Regions from separate parts of the Mus musculus genome. Here region 2 is linked to region 1. A link is a contact called in public promoter capture Hi-C data. All regions are on one chromosome and are shown on one strand. Each heading gives the region's core, a stretch centred on a gene start, on an enhancer-like site or on the middle of the called end of the contact. The rest is flanking DNA. Distances are from core to core; before and after follow the strand shown.

Region 1 (5,375 bases), core at 1,459-3,958:
ATTCTCCAAGGAAAACCCAGCTAGCAGGGAGGCAGCCTGTATCAGAAGTTCTAGACTGGGGCATAGGAATCACAGTAAAAGACAAATGAGAAAATAAAGTTCACATCCACACTTGCCTCTTACACTGAAAGAAAAAAAAAAAATGGGGATTAGCAAAAGTGATATGGAGCCTCAAACTCACACTTGGCAAGCCAGGGGCCACAATGTGGTTCCTAAATTGCTTTAACAACCCATCCAACAAAAGAGTAGGATTTGGCAGGTTACAACACAAACAGCTAGAGCCCAGCACCTGTTCCCCTTAAATAGCACATCATTACGGTTAAAAACAACAACAAATCTCTCTCCTGAAGCAAATGCTAATCTCATGATGCTTCACCATGGAGCAATTTAGAAGAGTTATTATATGAAATGTGCCAAAGCCTGAATTTATGGCTGATACTTCTTTGGCAAATATGGTTGGCACTGCTGGCTGTTAAAAGGCATGTATGCAAATAAGCAAATAAAAGTTTTTAAGCTCTCCGACTTAAATATTTACATTACCATAAATGTACAAAGATAAATGTTTATATGCATTCACATATAATGCATTTCAGGAACGTACTTTTTAATGTGACTGTCAGAAAACAGTTATGAAGTGGCATTATTTCTTTATGGGCCTCAGGACAGACTCTTAAAAATAAATTCTGACAGAATGTTAATGGGGTTTAAACACCACTGTGTAAGTTTTCTGCACTATTACTAAACAAAATGAATAAGCAATACCCTAACAACTCAATCAAGCTTATCTTTTCCTCTCACCAAAACACGCCTTACAACACTGGAAACTAGCCAAACATAAATGTCAGTCCCTAAAGAAAGGGTGGGAGAAAGGAGGACCACAAATCAAAAAGCTTTAAAGAAAATAATTTGCCATTTTCCCCCACATAACATAGTCATACTACTCTCTCCCAAATAGAGACACGATAAAATATTTTCTCTTCTTCCCCTCTGACAACTCTGGGGAGGGGATCTTTGTTTTTTCACATAGTTTGTGACCTGATCGTTGCCAAAACTCACTTGCAGTAGTATGAACTCTGCTTCCATTGTTAACTGTTAATCTCTGTGATAAGGCTATTAACTCCTAACTTGGAAGCCAAGAAAATGTACCTCACCTGCAATTATAGTTTACTGAAAAAGTCACCAAAGAAAGTGCCAGGCACTTTGGAAAGTAATTAGGGTAGTCAGTGAATTGAAAGATCTAAAATGCTCTGAGATTACAAAAGAAGCCATCATGAAGTGAGTATCCAAGATTGCTCATGGAAAGTTTTACCCTTGTGGATAATTCAAGTTTGGGCTTTCTGGGTTTTTTTTTTTTTTTCCTCTTTGCAGAGAGCAATATGTGTTCTCTTGACTACATACTTAATTTGCCAAGGTAGATAAAGGGAGGACAGTGTGGCTGAAAAAAAAAAAGAGAAAGAAAGAAAAGAAAGAGAAAGAAAGAAAAAGATCAAGTCAACAGATAGGCCACCAAACAGAATACTCAAAGCAATTCCGACTCAGGTGAAAAAGCAGTTCATGCACATCATCCAGTGGCTTAAAAATAGTCTTTTATGTAAGTCACCAAGTATTTAATTGAGAGTGTACTCTTACCACATTCAACAGAGGCAAAGAAAAATGTACTGGGTTTTCTATAGTAAGGCCAATAAAGATGAAATCATAGTTTTCCTCTAACTCATCTCTATCCTTCAACACCAGCCATCCAATAACTCCATTCCACAGCTCTGGTTCCTCAATTTGGGTCCTTAAAAACTGGACTGCAGACATGGGGCCTGGGGGAGGGGGACTGGAGGGCGGACTACTCTTTGATATTGCTCTCAGCAGTCCTTAATGAAGTCCAAGAACAAAATCAAGCTCTCCAACAAATGGAGCATAAGATGGGGGATAACGAGAAGGGGACCCAATTCAGATGGGTAGTCCTCTTCGAAGGAGGAAAGGAAATTGGCAAGAACCCATAAGCCAAAGGGCAAAGAAAAACAAATGTCTAACCCAGCCTCTCAAAATCCCAAACCCCTAAGCAACCTAGGAAGCCTGCGCACATTAGGGGCTCCCTGGCCAGAGCGTAAAGTGAGCAGGCACAGAGCCACCGGTTCCGTCCTGACTGCTGAGGCAAGGCTGAGCCTGATCCTCCAAAGTCTGGGAGTGAGGCGACCATACAGACTAGGCAGAAGCCCTTCTTGCCCCAGCCTCCACATCTCCAGCTCCTCTAAGGCTTCACTTTCCCCTGGAGCCTCGCAGCCCAGCCCCGGGAAGTCCCTAGCCGCCAGGTTCCAACTTTCCCTCCTCTGGGGGGCGCCGCGCTCCCGGGACCATCGCAGCCAGGGTAACGAGGCCTGGGCCGGTGGGGGGCATGAGAGGGCTCGCGGCGCCCGCGGGGCGCGTGGGTGGCCGGGGCACTGCAGCCCGCGCCCCGCAGGACGCACGGGCTGCCGAGCCCCTGCGGCGCCACCCAGTCCCGATCCCCCCTAGGTCCGCGTCCTCACCTCTCGGCGACCCTGGCCCCATAAGCCAGCGCGTGTGGGAAAGGGACCGGAGGGTACGTGGGCAACCCTGCCCCCGTTACCTGAGGGGAGCACAAGCCGTTGCGATATTCAGCATTGCCTCCTGTCCCGTCCCCTTTCTGGTGATCGCGGCCGCCTCCACCGAGCAACTGACACAACTAACTAACTACTCGCGGCCGCGGAGTCCACAGCGCGCTCCCGGCCGCTCTCCGTCCGCCCAGCCCACCAGTCCGCTCGCTCCTCCCAACCCTGCACGCCGCCCCGCCGCGCGCACCCTTGCCGCTTCACTTCTTCAGACCGCGCGCGCTCGCCCGCGCGTGCCCGCACCAAACCTCGGCGGTCTCCGAGCTCTACTCTCAGCCCCATGGGAGGAGTTGACAAGAGGCCACGCCTCCCTGAGTGCCAATATCCGGAGAACACGAGCTAGAGAAAGTCTGATTGGCTGAGGGGTGGAGCCAAAGCCAGGGGGCGGGGCGGCAGGGACCTTGAGTCCATGTGACGGGGAATTTGGGTTCAATTAAACGCCAGTGGAAAGAAACAGCGCAGATTTGGATTTTTTTCGGGGCCGAATCACCTTAAGTCAGCCATTCGTCTAGTACAGAATAACTATCCTCTAAGAGTCCAGTATACAGTAATTAAAATTTAAGTCCCACTATTTTTTGAGAGCCTTAGCAATGAAAATGAAAACTACATTTCCCAAGAACCTTCGCGAAAGTGTGTCTCACCTTGCGTGGTCACGTAGTCCTTCGCCGCATTGGGCAAAATAATCCCTTCATTTCTCTGAAAGTATCGGGTATAACATTTCACGTCTCTCCTCAACGGAACAATTCTCAGTATTACCACGTTAAAAGAAGTTACCTATCTGGAGGTGACTAAGTGATTAGGTAAAGAGTAAGAAAAGACACCAAAATAAAGTACTGCGGAGGAATTTCTGTCAAGCTGTGAGACGACGGAGTGAAGAGTGAAGGCGATTGCGAGGGGCTGAGGGAATTGTCCTCTGTGCAAGGGACTTTCATTAGTCCCCAGGCCCCTGCCTGCTCCTGCCGTCAGCAGGTTAGTAAGCAAGACGAGCATGGGGGTGGCAACAGTCGAGATGTCCTTCCCCCTTTGAAGATCATCCTTCTTTTGCTGCTGCTGTTATTGGTTTGTCTTGGTTTAAGGCCCACTGAATGGGGGCGCCTCACTTCCGGTTGGGGGAAGGGAGACATGCTGTCATAGGGGAGGGGGAACTGTAACTCACTTCCTGTGGGGGTAGGATGATGTTTGGGGGGTGTCCAAGCCACTTCCCGTGTTGATGAGAGCCAGAAAAGGTGTTGGTTTGTGCCATTCTCAGAGAGAGTTCCTACAGCCTTGGGGTTGTATTTTCACGTCACAAGTTCGGTTATTTCCCCAAATTATGATAATCACCAGGCCACGATCAGAATTTATGTATTTTGTTTCTGTGTGTAAATTGGAAAATCTCTCCCCAGCAAGATTGTCTTAATGCTGTCTCCAAAGAATTTTAAACACCTTGTTAAAATTCTCTGCAAGATTACATACTTTGTTATGTGACTTGTGAATTGCCCACCCTTGCACCCAAGTCAAGCTTGTCCTTAACTGAGTGAAGTAGTGTAGGCTCTACCTAGACACGGAACAGGAGCTCCTTAGCCGCTCTTTTAAGGAGGTAGTTTATAAGTTAGAGTACCGAATAGTTCACACAAATTACAGGGCATTTTCATGTTTGCAGAGGGAGAGAGTGTCATGCTGCAGTACTCCGATTTGATGTTACCGTAATAAAGGGCACTAATGTGTTACATACTTAGAACTGTTCCTTTAGGACTTAAGGATTCACCTCATGCTGGAGAAGACATCATCCACTTTAGTGTTGTTTTCATGTAGCTTTCTTGGGATGTTTATGAAAGATGCATTTTATGGTGTCTCCCCGTTTGTAATTTGAGTTTGTTACTGATTGAAAAATGAGGTCTATTTATGGTTTTAAAACCTGGCCAAAGGATGGCAAGTTCAGTGACGTACTGAGTGAGAGGAAAATGTCTCGGGAAGAACTAAAGATGAGGCAGACAGAACTTTCTGGTTTTCTATATTCTGCTTAAAACACACACACACAAACAAATAAGAAACTATATCTGAAGTAATAAGCAACTATTTTGATTCCTTGCAACACAGTATACAAGTGTATGTTTGTTGGCAGAATCAGTGTATTTGGAATGGTTTTTTAAAAACTTTGGCTATCAGGTGAACCTAAAATTGCATTGTCTTCCAATATTAAGGTGCATGTATTTCTAATTTCATAGTTTGCACTTACAATAGAAAATATTTTAAACTAAATGTGAAAATAAAAATACTTTAACCTTAACATGAACATTAAAAAAATATTCTTGGTCATTCTAGAAACACCAGGACTGGCACACATATGTGCTCACAGAGACTGTAGCAGCAGGCACAGAGCTGCACAGGTCTACACCACATGGAGTCCTAGAGCAGAAAAGAGAGGTAGACACATGTGCCCATCCCTAACCCAGAAGCTATCTCCAATTTATAGCCATTTACAAATGAAAAATTACTTTTCTCCAAAGTAGTCTCACTGAAGAAACGCTCTTAAGGGTAGGCCCCATGGCCATCACAATATGAACTCAGCAAATCTTTGGAGGTTCCATGTATTTTTTTCTTTAACCTTATGTTTTTTGTGTAAATGTTATGGCTTCCAATTTGGGTTTAGGGTGTGTCTCTGCATCTATGAGTTTTGTGTGCTTTTTCTTTGGCTCTTTTTCTTGTTTGTTTTGCCCTATTCTGATAGTGTGTTTTATTGTATTTTTTCCTTGGATGCCTGTTTGTTTTCTA
Region 2 (5,375 bases), core at 1,509-4,008, 2.2 Mb after region 1:
ACACAACAGAAATTGTTCAAAATATTGCACATAAACTTATGCACTTTTTCTTCTTACAGTCTTTCAAAGCTGCAATGATCATTGTCCCTATTTGACAGATAATTTGTCAAGAGAAATTATTAGGTCACTGGGGCGAAGATGCATAGATACTAGCGATGCGGGCGGGGGTGGATTTGGATTTTATAATTTCTTATCCAGACTAGTTCAGATTGTGCTATAAGAACAACCCCGGAGGGCTGAAGAGGCAGCTCAGTTATTGAGAACATTTACTGCTCTTGCAGTGGACCCAAGTTCAGTCTCAGCACCCACATAGATGCTCACAACCATTGATAACTCCAGTTCCAGGGGTTCCAACATCCCCTTGTAGACTTTACAGGCATTACAACACACACAGAACACAAACATACATGCAAGGAACACATTCATACACATAAAATAAAAATTTCTAAAAGTAGAAAAGAGCAGACATCCTTGAGTCTCAATAGCAATATTATCAGTTCTGTGTGGGTGACAAGAGGGTTCAGCTTATTGTGCTAACTCGAGGATCCAAGTGGTCATCCCTTTCCTGTTGACATGTATTTTCACTATCATAGCCATTACTCACTATTACCAAGACCAAAGAGTCTGAAACCCTGGAAATGAATGAATGCTTCACTTGGAAAATGATGCGTGCCACTTCTCAAATTTCATTGGCTGAGACAGCCACAGGCCACTCTCAACTTAAAGAGGGCAAGGAGATGTGCTTCTAAAATAAGCCTAGAAGCAAGAGAACCCGACTGTCTGCCATCCACAGTTATGCTTGGAGATCCTGAGCAAAACCTGCCATCTCTTAGCCTCAGTTTCCCCATCTGTGAATGATACTTTTATAAGGATTTCTCGTTGCGAGTGTAAATACGTAGGTTTGTTAGGACACAGCTTTTCTTCTGTGAACATACCCCAGAGATAGAGCCCCAGCCCTTGCTGCAAAGCACAGTCTATAGCAGATAGCAGATAGTTGTCTAGTTCCTGGGAAAGCTGGAGAGTTCTGGAGAGTTTGTGATGGTTTCTTTCTTTCTTCCTTCCTTTCTTTCTTTCTTTTTTTTTTTTTTTCGGTTTTTTGAGACAGGGTTTCTCTGTTTAGCCCTGGCTGTCCTGGAACTCACTTTGTAGACCAGGTTGGCCTCGAACTCAGAAATCCAACTGCCTCTGCCTCCTCCTTTTTTTTTTTTTTTTTTTTTTTTTTAAGATTTATTTATTTATTATATGTAAGTACACTGTAGCTGTCTTCAAACACTCCAGAAGAGGGCGCCAGATCTCGTTATGGATGGTTGTGAGCCACCATGTGGTTGCTGGGATTTGAACTCCAGACCTTCGGAAGAGCAGTCGGGTGCTCTTACCCACTGAAGCCATCTCACCAGCCCCCCTCTGCCTCCTCTTTACTCCAGATTCTCTAACCCTTTGAATATAGTCAGGTCAGCAGGCCAGTTTACCCTTTCTCACTTGTAAGCCACAGAGACACCCGAGGATGTCTGTTGTGACTCATAGATGAGCTAAGCCACAGAAAACACTCCTTTGCTAACCACAAGTGCTGAGGGTGGTTCAGGGAAAACAAACAAGCCAACTCCCCCAAATCTGTGTTTGTGTTCGAGAGCCTGTGTGCCCGCACTGGGAGGCCAGAAGTTGCCTTCGGGTATCTCCCTTAACTATTCTTTTTCTTTCTTTCTTTCTTTCTTTTTTTTTTTTTTTTGGAGAATACTCAGTTTTTGAGGTAGGGTCCCTCACTGAGCCTAGACCTCATCGATCGGCTAGGCAGACTAGTTAGCAAACCAGAGAGCTCTTCTCTTCTCCAGACTCAGATTACAGCGTTGGCTCTGGTGGCCATCCTTTTCTGTTTTATGCTGGGGAAACTCAGGTCTTCACGTTTGTGTATCAAGCATTTTTAAGGACTATGACATCTCCCCAGTACTCTCTCACCGCAAAAGAAGGCATTTCTCAACTTTCTATGCAACATGGCTAAACTCCTTTTTGATTGCCCCTTTCCTGTGGGTCATCTCTGATACACCAGGCTGAACAGTGAACTGAGTGGAAACTATTTTCTTACGGGTTTCCTCTACCAAAGGTTCTGCCTATTACTGGACACACTGTGACTTCCTTGTAGAATTGGATCTGTAGCCCTGCACAGGCTAGCTCTTCAGGCCCTCAGAGCTTGTGAAGCTAAAATAAGGCCAAAGAGGGGTGGGGAGGGCACAGGTAGGGAGGAAAAGGAGGACACTTGAAGGCTGAGGGAACAGATGTCCGTGCAAGGAAGCACAGCGATCGTTAACACTGCCTGGAAGGGAAAAAAAAATCCACGAGGCAGAGAGGTTGTGGCCAGATACCTCTAGGGGTCTCTGGTCAAAGTCCAGAAGGAAAAGCAGGGTTTTGATAAGGGGTACTAATAGGAAGCTCAAAAGCAGGGTCTAGGGTATCCATTTCTGAAGCTTCGAGCAGTAACGCATGAAAGGCAGGATGGGTGGGGGGAGCATTGTTTTCTCAATGCTTCCTCTAATTTCTGAGCGCTAGGATCCCATAGAAGTGAGAACTGTACTCCGCCGTCTTCCCCCGTGGGAGAAGGAGCGGGTGGAGTCCCCGCCTCGCCCCGTCACGTGGCCAAAAGCGCCCTTCGCACGTGACCGCCCTTGTGCTTGGCCAATCAGCCTCTGCAGGGGCGGGGACTTGGGGAGGGGGGGGAAGAGGGCCTCTTCTCGCGAGCCTTGCCGCCGGTGCTCCTGGCCCGCCCACGGCCGCCAGCGGAGGTCTCGCGAGGCTTGGACGCTGCGGCGGTAGGAGGAGGACAGGGAAGGACGGAGCTCGGCCGCGGCTGCCTCCCTCGTTCACTCCCTCGCGCGCGCGCTCGCCCGCCCCCTCCCTCCCTCCCCTCCCTTTCCCCGGCCCCGGCCCCGGCCCATTCGCTGCGCGCTCTCCGGCTAGGGAGGATGTCGGGCTCGTCGCTCCCCGGCGCCCTGGCCCTCTCGCTCTTGCTGGTCTCTGGCTCGCTCCTTCCAGGGCCAGGCGCTGCTCAGAACGGTAAGCCGAGGGGCCGGGGGCGGGTCGGGCGGGGGCGCCCGGCTCTGGCAACCAGAGGGGCCGGGCCCAGGCCTGAGGGGGATGCCGGAGCCGGCAGCGGGCGACCCGGCTGAGGCGAGGAGGTGCTTCGCGGAGAGGTGGAGGCGTCGCTTTGGTGCGAGCCCGGGGCTCTGTAGACAGGTCCGCGGCGTAGGGCTCATCGCGCACCGGGAGCTGGAGTAGCGGGGGCGGCTCTGGAGAAAGCGGCGGGAGACAGGCGTTCGAGTTCGAGCTGGCGGAGGGGTGGTGTCGGCGAGAGAACCGGGCTCCGCGGGCGCTGACACCCGGGATTCTACTGGGGCCCTGGAACCCGGGTGACATTCTGCAAAATGGGAGGAGGGGGGAAGCTGGGGTCAAAAGGATCCCGTAGAATACCTAGAGGCAGCAGACTGCTTGAGTCTCTCAAGGAGAGGGGTTAGTGAGCGATTCGGGAAACCTTGGATTTGGGGGTAGAGGGAAGGTGGGTGGAAAGATGGAGTGGGTTGACTGCAGTAGGGGGACCTGGAGAAGAGAAGCAGCAGTGTCTCCAAACGAGCTGGGGGAAGAGGATTGGGTTTTGCCAAGGAGGGTGGAGTGCTGGGCATTCTAGGGTAGCGGTTGGGAAAGCAAAAGGGAGTTTCTAAATAAGGAGAGGAAAATGAGCAGAGGATGCGGGGAAAGCTTTAAAACCGAGGTAGAAGAAATATCAGGGAAGTAAAGGGTGCCTGGGTATAGTGGTGGGAGTGGGGGAAGACGGAAAAATAAGGGAAGAGAGTAAAATGCAGGAAGTCGGGGGTGTAATGTTGCTTTGTAGCGCGGCGGATACATTAGGGAGGGGACGAGTTGTGGCAAATGCTTTATGATGCTAGTTCGGCCTTTGGGGAGGGCTGGGACACAGCCACATCTGCAGTGGTGGGATTGAGGGCAATGAGAGATGGTGGCAGGGGAGATGGAGGAAGTGGGCTTTTAGAACTGAAAGTTTCAAGATTGCAAAGATGTTATTTCTGAGGAATATGAATGTGGTCTCTGGGTTGGGTTTAAGGTACAGTGGAAGTGAGAATTGGGTTGCGAACTGAAGCTCTTTAGAGAAGATGGTGAAAGATAATAGGCTTGGGGAGCTAAACATGACAGATTCTGTTGGAATTGTCACAGTCCGTTGTTGAACCGCACATTCAGATACAAACCTAAAGGGATAATGAACCTAATTCAGCTATTGTGGAAACAACTATTAGGAGGTTTAAAGATTTCTATTTTAAACATGAAAAAAATTAATGAGAAGTTGGTTAGGGATAGGGAGCCATACATTAGTCATTAGTTTTAATCTCTGAATTTCTTCGTTGTTATGCTAAAACAATTTGAAGTGGCTTTCATTAAAACAAAAATCAGTCAGAGCCAGTGGAGTTGAGTATTTTGAAGACAAACTGAGCTTAAAATGCTAGCGGATACAGTAATAATGTATCACATTTAGTATTGGAAAAAAAGTCACTTTATCAAATATTCCCTTTACAAGGGAATTTTATGCCCCATGGCTTTATTACTTCATGAGCCAGAAAGGAAACATTTGTTTCTTACATTGAATATCCTAAGGATATGGACACTTCCACCCCCTTTTCCTTCAAGTATGAAGCTGTAGAAGGGAAAGGGTAAAGTTAGCCTGATTTGCTCCCTCTATGCTTGGTATCTATGTATATAAATATGTGTTATTTATCATAGATGTGATAACAATGTGAGTTTAATTCTGATTTCAGTTATTTGTGGAAATAACAGTTTCATTTTGCACTATAGATGAGAGATTCTTGATCTTAGATACTTAATCTCTGCTGGCATAAGTTATTTCTGATGATTTATAATATGGTAAATTGTAGTTTCTTAGCAACTAAGGCAAGGTTTTTGGATAGGCCTACAAAGACTCATCTGCTCTTAGTGATAATATGTTCTAAATACAGCATAGTACAGCCTTTCCCTTGAAATGAGCTTGGATTTAGTCACATGACAGGGCTAGTAAAGTGACTATGAACCCATAGTTGAGCTAAATGAATGTAAATTGAATTCATGAAAGAAATGGTTACTTCCCAGTTTATATGGTTAAGGATGCCATTTTAAAGCTTTCTGTAACGTGCCTCAGTGATATTTAAGGTTTCTGTTGATTGTAGTCCTGTAATAGTCTCATTTTGTGTCCTCAAGTGTTTTTACTTTTTTAAACAGTGAAATGAGATACCATGTTATATACCACATAGTATTTAACTATTAGACATACTGATAATAAAAATAATGCTTTGGAAAATCAGTTGTAGAGTCACTGTTTCTGGATT

What was found. Promoter capture Hi-C pulls out the DNA fragments that hold promoters and counts their contacts.
Region 2: a promoter capture Hi-C map of pre-B cells shows a contact between it and region 1, with 2.3 times the contacts expected there. The contact joins the promoter of Nptn here to the promoter of Peak1 in region 1. A contact is called at or near these places in 4 of 39 promoter capture datasets (erythroid cells, liver and pre-B cells) and 1 of 115 datasets of contacts at active chromatin or transcription factors (thymic regulatory T cells).

Annotation. Positions count from the first base shown.
Region 1 is chr9:56,415,342-56,420,716 of GRCm38.p6, forward strand. Peak1 (pseudopodium-enriched atypical kinase 1) reads right to left here and starts at 2,709. Exons shown (of 7, transcript NM_172924.3): 1 at 2,600-2,709. Hmg20a (high mobility group 20A) reads left to right here and starts at 3,278. Exons shown (of 10, transcript NM_025812.3): 1 at 3,278-3,590.
Region 2 is chr9:58,579,482-58,584,856 of GRCm38.p6, forward strand. Nptn (neuroplastin) reads left to right here and starts at 2,759. Exons shown (of 9, transcript NM_001357751.1): 1 at 2,759-3,045. The coding sequence starts at 2,955.